2 separate regions of the Anas platyrhynchos genome follow, and region 1 is linked to region 2. A link is a contact called in public Hi-C data. All regions are on one chromosome and are shown on one strand. The core of a region is the stretch at or near the end of the contact, and the rest is flanking DNA. Distances in the headings are between cores, read along the strand shown.

Region 1 (6,279 bases), core at 1,973-4,472, 46 kb after region 2:
AAGATCATTTACAATTAAAATAAATTGAAGAGCTAAGGCAAAAAGAGAGTTAAATATTTTGGGATCTTTTGGTATGTCTTTTTTTTTTAATTATTTCCACAATGATGTTTTCATACAAATCAGTGGTGGAGCCAGGAACTTGTGCTCCATCCTGCGGAACAGCTGGGGCCATATGCTGCCCTCTGTGCTGGGTAAACCTCACTTTGCTGACCCAGTGGCTCACTGACAGCTTGTGAACACGTAGTACCAAATACTACTTTTAGCTCATTAATCAGTTTCTTTCAACACCTCTTCAGTCAGTTTTGTATCTCTAGAAAACTTAGGCTGCCTGTCAAGCCAATTTCTCCAATGCTTTACTGAAGTGCTTCAAGCATAATTTGGTGATTTATGGAACAGCCCTCTATTTAAAGTTGAGTGAGTGACCAAAATATAAAACAGGAAGCATTGCAGTGATGCAAGCAGTTGACATGGAAACTTGCTCAGGCCAGCAACTATTATTTTCCACCATATCTTTCACAAATCATAAATATCTGGTGTCATGAACAGTAAATACTCAAGTACTGCTCTTAAGAAAGCATACGTCATTTTTCTTTGTCATGGAGAGCTTTCTGAATGTTTGGAGCTCAGTTCTCCAATGGTGGCTGGGAAGGGGTTGTTGAAGTCAGCTTGGTCTTTATGAAGCCCTAAAACTGCTTTGTTGAACGTGTCTTTTGCTGTAGTTACAGCAATTCATAAAACTTGTAAATTGGAGCCTATGGTATGTTTTCTAAGGAAAATCAGAAGTACCAATTTTTATTGGATTTATGACAAGCTAAACAGTGCATGTGGGCTTTGAATTAAAAAGCGACAACAGAAAACAGGTATTGTGAAGACTGTATTTATGCCTCAGTTGTCACTATGCTGCTAAATGTTACAGAGAGTCAGAAATATGGTCTATAATCTGATATTTAGGAACTGCTTGTGCTAAACATGTCTGCGTGCAGGTGGAGACCATCTTATTCACTGGCTGTTTCCAAAGGCCCTGATAAATATGATTTTCCCAGTTCTGTGCTCAAAGCACTGCAAGTGAACTTTCCCACATAATCAAAGTGTTTTACATGTTTCTAACCCACTTCAGAGTGCAGTTTCCTAGTGTTGGCTGTAGTATAAAAGATTCCATGACCTTGAATGGGACACATAATGCCTTCTGTTCACTGGCAGCATGAAGGGGAAGTAGAATGGATTCATGGTTCCTCTGTTTTCGAAACTTTCTCCTTTCCTCCATCCTGCCTGGAGTCACAAACCTGTTTCTCTTAGATCCACTGGGGTCACTAGGCAAGAATAGGTTTGTTTTGTGAAATAGTAATCTCACCTGAACTCAGGGTCTTGATCTAATAGAAATGTTCTGTATTTGACTATTAGGTGCTGGCACAAATTAAATCCCTGTCTAATTCTACCCATTTTCACTTCTTTAATTTCCCAACCCCCCGTATACAAAAGTATCGATCAAAACACCGTCTTTGTGCTGGCCAACTTAGTGCGATTGCCAACATGTAGAGTCCACATTGTGCCACTGTGCCTAAGTTACAAACCAGCAATTCTCCTATTGGGAGCACAGAACAAACACGGGAAAATGATCAACAGAAGGAGAGAAAGAATAAATGAATGTTCATAAAACCTGAGCTTCCTGACAAAGACAGACTGAGAGAATATTCCAGAGCACTGCCCTAAAACAATCGATGAGAGAGAGGGCACATTTTGAAGGCACAAAAGTTGCTGTATGAACACAAGCAGAATTACGCGTATGCTGTCACCTTATTCTGGTTGTACCCTGAACTGTTGGCAAAGTTGCAGGGGAGGGTACTTAAGTTTGACCACTTTCCATGAAAATGCCTTGCATATTGAACGTTATTTGTTGTGTTTTTTATCAATTTGCACAGATCCCAAGGAAGCCTCTGTCACCTCAAATATTTCAGAGATCAGCTCCATTTCTTCTACCTCCTCCAGTCCCCCAGGAGCTCTTTTGTGGGTCACTGTTTGGCATTTTTATTTTTTTTTTTTGGGTGTCACACGGAACATATGCCAGGCATGGGGTAAAAGAAATGGGTGTTTGTCACTGCCGAAGGATACATATCCCAAGCGTCCTTCTGACATTATTATAGATAACTGCATATGTTGCTCATTCAAATGTTGTTTTCAGGATAAACCTGGAAACCAGGGAATGTTAATTCTTCTTAATTTAAACTGAAGCTCACTGAATCACAGTTAGGACAGCCTGTTGAGGGATGCTGCTATTTTTTTTTAAGCTGGTAAAAACAAAATAAACTATCCAATAAACAACTGCATGCTAGGAATTTCAGGATAGCTGATGATGTTTGTATCTTCATTACCCCTGGGATGACATCATTCAATTAAATACAAAGCTGAGCTCATGAAAGGGAGCATAAGGAGTTTTCCATATCATCCTTTATTGTGTGCTCACATCTGGGTCAGCACTAAATTAAAAACAAGATCATCATGTCATGGCTCTTGACAAAGGAAGCCTATTGTGCACATACTATTCTGGTTGTCTAATGGAAAAGGGTTGGAGTAGATGGGTTGTTTTATTCCCCACAGCCCATACAGCTGTCTCAGGACTCCAGTACCATCAGATACTACACCCAAAGGTTTGACTTATTAATATACTCGATATGAATAATGATAGCATCATACTAAAAACAAATTAATACAATCTTGAAAAGCAGTTAACCCTCATGCTTCATGGTATAAATTGTCTTGGGAAGAAGGTGATTGTTCATTTTCAGATTTCTTGCACCTTTCTCTATGTTAACATGAGAGTTTTATCAGCTCACATATTATTAAAAAATGTTTTCAGAACGAAGTATTCTTCCTCACCACTTCTTGGATTGTTCTGTCAGATAGTAGGTTTTATCTTAAAAGAAAAAACTGGAGGCTTACAGTCCATGATTCATGCTCTACAGAGTGACAGAAAACTGAGATGCAACTTGGCTAATGATTCCAGAATGACTTGTGTAACCATTGGCTCAAAGAAAATGTTTTTCCCTTCCTCACTTGCATAATAAATAAAAGATCAAGAAGTGAAGAAATGCAAATAATGTTATTGATGAGAGTAATGAGACCCCGAAACAGCTTCTGGGAGATCTGGTGTTTTCTTCATCTTAAAGGGCTATTAATTAGAGTGATGTCTGTCTATGGTACAGTCTTAAGTTCAGCTGCAGTCTGTTGAGCTCTGTTGAGGAATTACTGGATGAGATATAATGACCTTAACTGGGCTGGGGTTTGAGTGTGTGATCTGAAGAGTCTTTCCTATTTTTAACATTTCTGAAGCAATATGTACCCAAAGGAGGTTTACATATTAACAGAATTACCAGTGGAGATGTTTCTCAACACAGGAGAAGTAACCCTTAAATGGTGGAATAAAGGTAATTGGCAGTGGAAGAGGGAGGCATCGTAATGTTTTTCATTCTAAAGCAGAAAAATCTTACCCTTCTACATCCTCCCACCATTTCTCAAGGTTAAATATTTTCTGTAGCCCTCTAAAATGAAATGTGGCCGCTTCATCACTTTTATCAGTTGCATATAAGCTTATTATTTCTTTCCTAGTAAATATTTGGACACAGGGTCACCAGAAAACTTGACTTTGAAAAAGTTCAGTTAACAGAAGAGATACACAAATATTGCCCTACAGGACAGCCCCCAAGAAAATAACAGGGACAGGGATTTTACATTCTTCCTGGCATATTTGTTCACAGTCTTAATTTAATTAAACCTAATTTGTCTCAGTTATCTCAATCAGATAACTTCCACGTACCTATAACCCCATTTGAAAGTGATTTTCTAATTGATTTTCTAAAATAAATGTACTTAATTTCCACACCATTTACTCCACATCACTGTTGTCTAACCAATTAAAAAATATAACTTGAGTTTAAATAATCTTGCCTCTCATGGTAAGTATTTCTTTTCCTGATCTTCTGAGGGAGGTTTTTTATTTGTCTTGTCTTCATAAATCTTCCCATTCGCTCTTCACATTAACCTTGCTGGTTTTCAGCACAGGGGAGCATAAAATAACAACTCATCTGTTGTACCTGGAGCTGGAAGCACCTGCCAGTGTAGAGATATTGCAGGGATCTATCCCTTTGTTTAGCATTCAAGGACTAAGTAGACTGCATAATATGATATGATTTGTATGCACAAACAGAATAAGCTTTACTTGGATTTTCTTTTGTTAAGCAGTTTGCTAATTTGTGTATTAATATTGCATTAATTAACAGAAGGTTACTGCCCACCAAACCTGTCATTAAGAGTTAAGTTTGCTCCAATAGATGTCTCCTTTTCCCAGGTCTCCTAGCACAGATACATCTGGAACATGCAGCAATCTTTGGAAAGGTTGAATAAAGCTAGAGATGTTCATTGCCAAGGTAAGGCACAGCTGTCAATTCAGCTTCTTACAGATGCTGCCAAGGTGTCCCAGCACTTGAGCTTCTCCCTGTCTATACTTCCACTATGGCAGTGCTCCACTCTTTGAAAAGCCTTGTATTTTCTCTGTTATTGAGCTGTGCACACACATGCAGCTCCATATAACTGGCATTTAAATTAGAACTGTTTGCTCTGGGAGGAAGGGGAATCTCCATCCTCCGAGACATTCACACCTTGAAGAGGCGTAGCCCAGGGCAACACGTTCTGACTATGAAGCCAGATCTAATGGTTCCTGCAACAAGGGTGGGGCAGGGTGGTGGGGGTGGCGAGGCTGAACCGGAGTTATACAGAGCAGCAATTCTCTAGCAGTGACACTCCTGTGTTTGTTCTGGGCAGATGGATCTCACTGTTACGAAATGAACCACCATTGTTTGAAAAAAAAATGTATTTTCTTCTGGGTAGTCTTCTCTTTGAAACGCCTTATTTGTGTTCTGCAAGAAAGGCCTTTCCCAGCTTTTAGGGAGCCTGGATTCACTGCAAGCAATTCCATTTACTATTTTTTAGAAAGTATATTGTTGGCAGGAGATCCACAATAGCTTGTATTTACTAAATATCTGATGAACTCTGTATCTGAATGCCAAAGAGTTTTTCCCCCTCTTTCCAACTTTTCACTTTCTGTGTTATTAGTTATTAGTAGACATAACATGTTTACAGATGCTGTCTTCTAGGAAATGTGCAACAACAAACAGCCCCCTGCTCTCCCCTGCCCTTGTCCTCAGATGCCTTAGTTCATATTAGAAATAGTTCCTTTTCCCTGAAGCACATACGTTTTCCATCCACCATTACAGCCAATGAACAAATTTCCCCCTCCCACTCTCAGAGTGGTTTTGAGTATTCGCATTAAACAGTTATAAAATGTTTTGGATAAAAGCAAAATATGTTCTGCTTTTCTTTAGATGCTTCAAGTGTTTCTGCAGAAATTATGGATTAATCTGCATGCAGAGAAAGGCCAAAAATAATTTTAAAATTATTAACATTTTAATAAATTTAAATAATTTAAATAATTTTAAAATTATTTAAATCATTTTTATGTTGGAATTAGTTGTGTGTGTGTGCATGTGCATTTAATATAGAATATTATATTAAACAAACAGAGGCGCTTTACTTTAAAGTTGATGAAGGCAATATATGATAATTAAGGAAGCAATTTTTTTGTTTTTCATTACTTCTGATAAGTCATTTTATTGCCAAAAATATTTCCACAACTTCTTAGATACTTCATTTTTCTTAATTTATGTTCTTAAAACTATGATGCTTTAAATAATTTAATTTCTTCATTTAACATATACTTTTTTTAAAATAATAATGATACTGATCATTTATGATGCCTTTTTAATAATAAATAATAAATAAATAAATAAATAAATAAATAAATAAATAATAAATACATAATCTAAATATGCAACCATTTTCTAGCTATTTTCAGGAACATTTGCTGGTTAAGTAGTTAAAAATTGTTTTAAAGGACTCAGAAATTGAATAATTTTATGAATATGACAGGGACATAGCTCATAAAACTGAGTAGTAATTAAGAGTATGGCACTGTACTTTGCTGATGTTACTGTCTCTGAGGCAACAAGAGTTGCTATGAAAAATGCTTTGGCCAGAGTCCCATCCAAAATGGGATGACCATTATAAACATATACAATGTTTTTTTAAAGTATCACTATTTTTTTCTACTTTTTTTTTTTTTTTTCTGCTGAAGTCTGAGGAATATTCTGAACTGAAATTGTAATTCACATCTCTTAACTTTCCTATTCTGTAATTTCACGACGGGCAGTGCTGCTCTACACCTCATCA
Region 2 (5,983 bases), core at 3,273-5,772:
ATTATAATTTTGGCTGGCAAACTAGAACAGCTGAGAACACTTTTGACATGAAAAAAGCTACATATAATCAGATTTATTAAGACATGGTTTTGGGGTGCTGAAGAAATGAGAATTACTGACTTGTCAAATGTTTTGTGGTTAAATCCTCAGAAGTCCAGAGCTGCTCTGCTAACACCACTGTGCAGAGTCATTGCATTACTGAGTGAAACAAGGAGCACAAGTTGTAAGGATGTGGATATGATGGTATGATTTAGATTAAAGTTGCAGATATAAGGTGTGAAAAATACAGACTGAGGAAGAAGCCTTCCAGTACAGTGAAGGTAAATATCTAGTCTAGATTCAGAAGCAGAAAAGGTATTGTAGTTTGCAGTCCTGCACTGACAAGCGGGGAGACTGTGATTAGAGTAGCCCAGGGTGCCTATAGAGAGTTTCATAAATCATTGATATGTTTTCAATTCTGCCTGTCACTGAAAGTGATTCTATACTATTGTGGGCTTTTTGTAAGGGTTCTTAATAGCTTCTTGTTTAAGTTTTTGTCTTCAAGATGCACAGCAGAAGATTTCTGGTATGAAAAATACAACACACAGCTGTATTAAGCTCTTTAAAAAGTCCTCCTCCGCTGATCGACCCAGTCCTCCAGTTAAGAATAGCTGAATTATGCATGTCAGGAAAAGGTATTTTCCCCAACTGCATTAGTATGCAATGCTTTAGTCATCCCTAACACCATTAATGAGCTTTGCACTGGTACACAGACACAAGAAGTACAAGGTTCAGGAGAGTTTAGAAAAAGAAATCAGGGACAAGGAACAAAAACAGCCTTATTTCAAGTCAGCAAAACAAAGAGGAGGTACCTACTATTTAAATTCACGTGGATGTAATGTTTGATACTGCGCATACCTTCATTTCCTCCCTTTCATAGAAAAAAGGCTGTCAGTAAAGAGTTGCCCCCCTGAAATGATTTCTAAACAGAGAACAGGAGAGCCAGCAGTTTACACTGCCGTACTGAGATGATGATTTTTTCACTCTTCTAATACTAATTAACAATAGCAACTCTTTCTGAACCACAGCTCAGTGAGGCACCAGGAGTTCCCAGCTCTGGTGTGAGTGTGCTAGGGGTTGCAGACATGCAGGCAATGCCAGGTCAGAGCCCACAGCAGCCCGTTAGCCCTTCAGCCTGCCAGGCACTGCTGCCAGCATGCAGCCTGCTGCAGTGGAGGCTTGCATCCTATCACCTCACTGGAGCCTTGGACACAAGTGAGATGAGAGAGAAAATCAAACTGTGACAAGCAATAACTTCTCCACTCAGGTGTATTAAGCAGTGACCCATTAAACATCCTGGGGAAGTCCAGGACTTTCTCCCTCTAAGGGGAAACTGACTCTTTCAAGAAACTTGTTTCTCATGTTGGTTCTGTCCTGCTGTGAGCAAAATGTTTTTAATGGACTGGTCTGCATCTGTGTTTGCTGAATAGCATCAGGAACAGTACTGGCTTCTGCTAGCTAAGGATAGGTTCTGTTGTATTCATGCTGACTTTTTTTTTTTTTTTTTTTTTTTTTTTCCCCTGAGTTCCCTCAATAATTCAAAATCAAGGAGGAGATGCTAACCTACATGTACTTTATTGGGTAATCATGACCAACTCGATACATACCTGCTGCTGCCACTGGTTGTGCTGCTAGCATATGTGGTGAAAACATGTTTCTATTCATTTAGGTGTGTATTTTTGCAATAGTTGGAAACTTGTTCTCTGTCATAACCTTTCTTTAAGAGGCAGTGCAAGGACTTAAACTTCAGTAGCCAAAGATAACTTTGCTCACAGTTTTCCTTCTGTTTGGAATATGTCACATTCTCAGTATTAGCTTTTTGCAGATCTTGAGTTACTAAGATTTTTCAGCTTTAGATACACTAAGCTAGAGATGATAAAGTTGCTCTGGAGTAGCTTCAGTATTTGTCTTGCAACAGAGATTCTCGTCTAGATGACATTACATACTTACTGAAATCGTAATTCTAAAACACTTGATCAGGACCATGCAGTTGAACTCAGTTTAGGTTTCTACAAGTCTCTAAAAGTATTCACTTACCACTCAATTAGAAATATTTTGGTATGGTAACTAAGTAAACACGAATACAGAGCATTAATAAGGGCTTCATCTCCCTTTTTTTTCCCCCAACTCTTTCCATATTCAGTCTGCCAGATTGTCTGTGTCTCAGAGAAGTGAATTTTTGACAGATATTTTTGAGAGCTAGTAATTCAATATTAACAGGTCTTAAAATGTTCCATTTCAGAGCTGATGCCTGTATTATAGACAATACAAGCAAATTTCCCGAGGACTTGAGAATGCAGAGCACTGTAAAGGCTACACTGAATGCTTTAATAATATTTTGAAGCTGAAGTGAACAGAGTGGTTGCCACAATGCATGTGATAGTCTCCTGAAATGCCTCAACTAAGACCTACTGAAACCAAAGGGAACCTTTCTGCGAGAATCAGTGGGCTTCACAATTTGCTTTTGGAATTTGATCAATAAAGTTTGAACTGAGAACTAGAGCTCTTTCAGCTTCCCAAAGCTCAGGGGAGTTTTGCATCTCATCATTAGGTCAGGCCCATTTTCACCTAAAACACCTAATAACGCCAGAAGACTTTCTGAATTACACTTGGACCATCTAACAGTGAACTAAAACAAGAACATTTCAATGCTGAAACTTTTTGCAAACCTATCCAGAATTTTTGTTAAAGCATCCTGTAAAGATATTTACGAAAGCTAATTCAATCAATTAGAGGGAATTTAATATATAAACTTTGAAGGTATCGTCCCCTGATATGTCATCTGCTGCACTCATGAGGAGGGCTAACAGATGAGCAGGCTTTCTGCAGGCTGCACGTTTTGCAAGGTTTCTGCTTCTTTAAAAAAGCCAACATCAGAATTAAATTACTTTCACTTCCCTCCCTTTCATGTGTTCACTGCAGTTCTCAAAATATGTACTTATCATTCATCTGATTTTTTTTGTGACATTTTTGTAGTAAACAACTAACCTTCTTCCTCCCCCTCCCCACAGTCCCGTGAATACCAACTTACCTAGCGGCAGAACAATGAAGAAGGGTAGCCAGCATAAGATAAACATGCCGACCACAATTCCCAGTGTCTTGGCTGCCTTCTTTTCTCTAGAGAATTTAAAAAGTTTGAAAGCTAAGGAGTTCCTGGGATTGTGACCCTTGGATTTGGTGCTGTTTAATGTATCCTCATGAATGTTCCTGTAATGGATCCGTAAAGTCAGCTCCTTGGAGTTGGACATCTCTTTCATAACCCCAGCTTCCAGGTTTTTAGTAGTCCTTTTGGCCACTATGTAGACCCGGCAGTACATCACAAGAATGACAATTAAGGGAATGTAAAAGGACCCCAAGGAAGAGAACAAAGCGTAGAATGGTTCTTCAGTGATGCGGCACTCCTTATCGTCCTTGGGTGCTGGTTCTTTCCAGCCCAAAAGAGGCCCAATAGAAATTACCATGGAAAGGACCCAGACACCTAGTAGAGCTAGAATTGCTCTTCTTCTTGTTACCAAAGTTGGATACTGGAGAGAATAACGTACTCCTATATATCTGTCTATGGAAATCGCACATAGACTTAAAATAGAAGCTGTACAGCACAGCACATCAACTGCTGCCCAGATATCACAAAATATCCTCCCCAAAATCCAGTAGCCGAGGATTTCCAATGTAGCAGAGAATGGAAGGACAGTAAAACTCAGCAACAAATCTGCTATTGCAAGGTTAATTATGAAATAATTTGTAGGGATTCTTAAATGCCTATTGCAAGCAACAGAGAGAATTACCAAAATATTACCTATAATAGCAAAGAGTATAAAGGCACCTAGGATGAGCCCCACAGTTATCGCCCTACTGATATCCAGGGTGGGTGAATCCAGGTTGCTTGTTGTCTCATTGGAGTTGTTCGCAGAAAGGTTGCCACTATTTAATGCAGAAACTTTCAAATATCCAGGTATTGATGAATTGGATTTCTCATCAAAGTAGGTATTCATCTTTAAAATCATCCTCCATAGCAAGGTATGGTTGGGTCCCATGCACAGCACACAGATGGTTGGGTTTGGTGGAAAGTTACCTCTCTACCCAAGAAGTTACTGAAATGCCCCAGCCAGCTTTGGATTGAGAGCTCATCTCTCCAGCAAAGTGTCAGCTTTGAGCACGTAAAACTTGCCCAACGTGAAGTCCTCTGAAGCCTGTCAGAAATAATAGGCTGTTCAAACTTGCTTAATTTCTCCTCTCAACTCGTTGAAACAGAAATTAGCAGGCAGAAGGCTTGGCTGGAGCTCCAAAGTAGCTGCTTTGATCATGACGTCCCTGAAATAAAAAACAGGTTTACTGTTCTCCCTTGTGCATCCGTGGTCCTGCTGGAAGGATGCCCCTGTCTAGCTGCTGTGACATGCGTCTCCAGGAAGGGTTTGTCAGCACTTAGGCAGCTCTGCATGAGCCGGCTGCCTGCGCTCTCGCTGCCTCTGCTGCTGACATCACCGGGGCCAGCCCCGGCGCAGCGCTAGAGGGCAATGCAGTTCAAGTTAAAACTTCTAGATCCAAGTCTGAAAGCTAAACAGATGGAATATATCCGCCCCAATTAAAGCATTTGCTACATAGAAATCTGGATTGGAAGCTTTTTTTTTTAAAAAAAAAGAAAAGAAAAAAAAAGTTTCATAATCTGAGGAAAATACACTCAGAGGGTTATGGTGAAAAAAACAATTTCAGTATGAAATGATCTAGCACCCTTTGCCTTTCAGTCACTAAATAAATGTCTTTGGGTTTATTTTGTAATCAAAGTGAATCACACGCCATGTTAGAGATGGCATGACTAATCATCTCCCACTTTCTAGGGAGGAACATGTAGGTTCCAAAAATCCCTATTTTATTCCTAGATTCAGTATTTAACAATGACATAGAAAGGTAGTTTGTTTCTAGTGGTAACCTTTCTATTAATGGATGATCAGAACTCAAATCTGTAGTAAGGTCTTTATGTTTGTTCTATATTTGTGTATACCAGCCACATCTGTGGCTTCATCTCCTCTTTTCCAGCTTGATAACTTTTGCAAGCACAGGTAGATTGTGAATCCAAGCCCTGAAAAGAGCTGAGCATCCGTACCCACAGCTAAAGGGAAGGTAGTGAAAAGTGTTCAGGGGTTTTTCAATGTACTCAATAAGCTAATGGGTCTTCTTATATCTTTGCAAGGGCTATGAGATCATGGAGACAGGGCCTGTTGTTAAGCTGTTGTAGCTCTGGAAATACCTACAGAACCCTATAAAGAACATGATCACTAACAAGTGATTTATCTTATAGCACTGGTAGTTTCTCCATTTTGTGTAGCTTTTGGTCACCAGGTAAGGAGAAATATCAGATCTTTATAGCCTGGTACCATGGAAAACAAAAAGTGGAAGGTTAACTGAACACACATCTGCCAATATGCTGTTCTTAACTTTCTGACATCAGATTATATCCTACAGCTGTTGTCTGAAGTGCTCTGGGTTACTGTATATTGAATTTCCTGTTACAAAATGTACTGTGTTTAAAATAAAAAGTTCATTCTTAGTTAGGCAGCTATGGCTGAAAGTTGCAGCTGAGTGCTGGTTTTAAAGGACAAACCATATAAACAAAAGCTCTGGCTGAATTTTATTTGAGGAGTGTGTGGCAGATGTTTTTATAGCCCTTCCCAACAGCAGTGACTATAGCAAAGCACCATCATTCAAAAAATTTTCTTTGAAACATTTACAAGAATGACATGATAACATGTCATGGAGTCACTGAAGGGAAAAGGAACAAACACTCGATTTATGAGCTTAGCCTCGGCTTTCTGTCTCTGCTCTCTCTGAGACAGAGCTTTCACTGCTAATGAATGCAGTTAGCAGCCCTTGATTTGGGACATGTATCATTCGCACTTACCCATTCTCTCTGGACTCCACCTAACCTCTCTCAGTTTTGTTTGTGATT

What was found. A called contact is a pair of places that touch in the nucleus more often than the background predicts.
Region 1: a contact with region 2 is called in a Hi-C map of skeletal muscle, with 3 times the contacts expected there. The contact joins the enhancer-like site here to the promoter of ADRA1B in region 2. A contact is called at or near these places in 2 of 8 Hi-C or Micro-C datasets (liver and skeletal muscle).

The regions. Positions count from the first base shown.
Region 1 is chr14:19,946,944-19,953,222 of IASCAAS_PekinDuck_T2T, forward strand. LOC113844751 (a long non-coding RNA gene) reads left to right here. Exons shown (of 5, transcript XR_005269414.2): 2 at 4,343-4,421. Among named protein-coding and RNA genes, the nearest start is that of ADRA1B, 46 kb to the left of the region's middle. Within about 2 kb of position 3,223, at least 1 of the 8 cell types and tissues checked has an H3K27ac peak or open chromatin away from gene starts, as enhancers often do.
Region 2 is chr14:19,899,416-19,905,398 of IASCAAS_PekinDuck_T2T, forward strand. ADRA1B (adrenoceptor alpha 1B) reads right to left here and starts at 4,523. Exons shown (of 2, transcript XM_005009311.6): 1 at 3,071-4,523. The coding sequence starts at 4,073.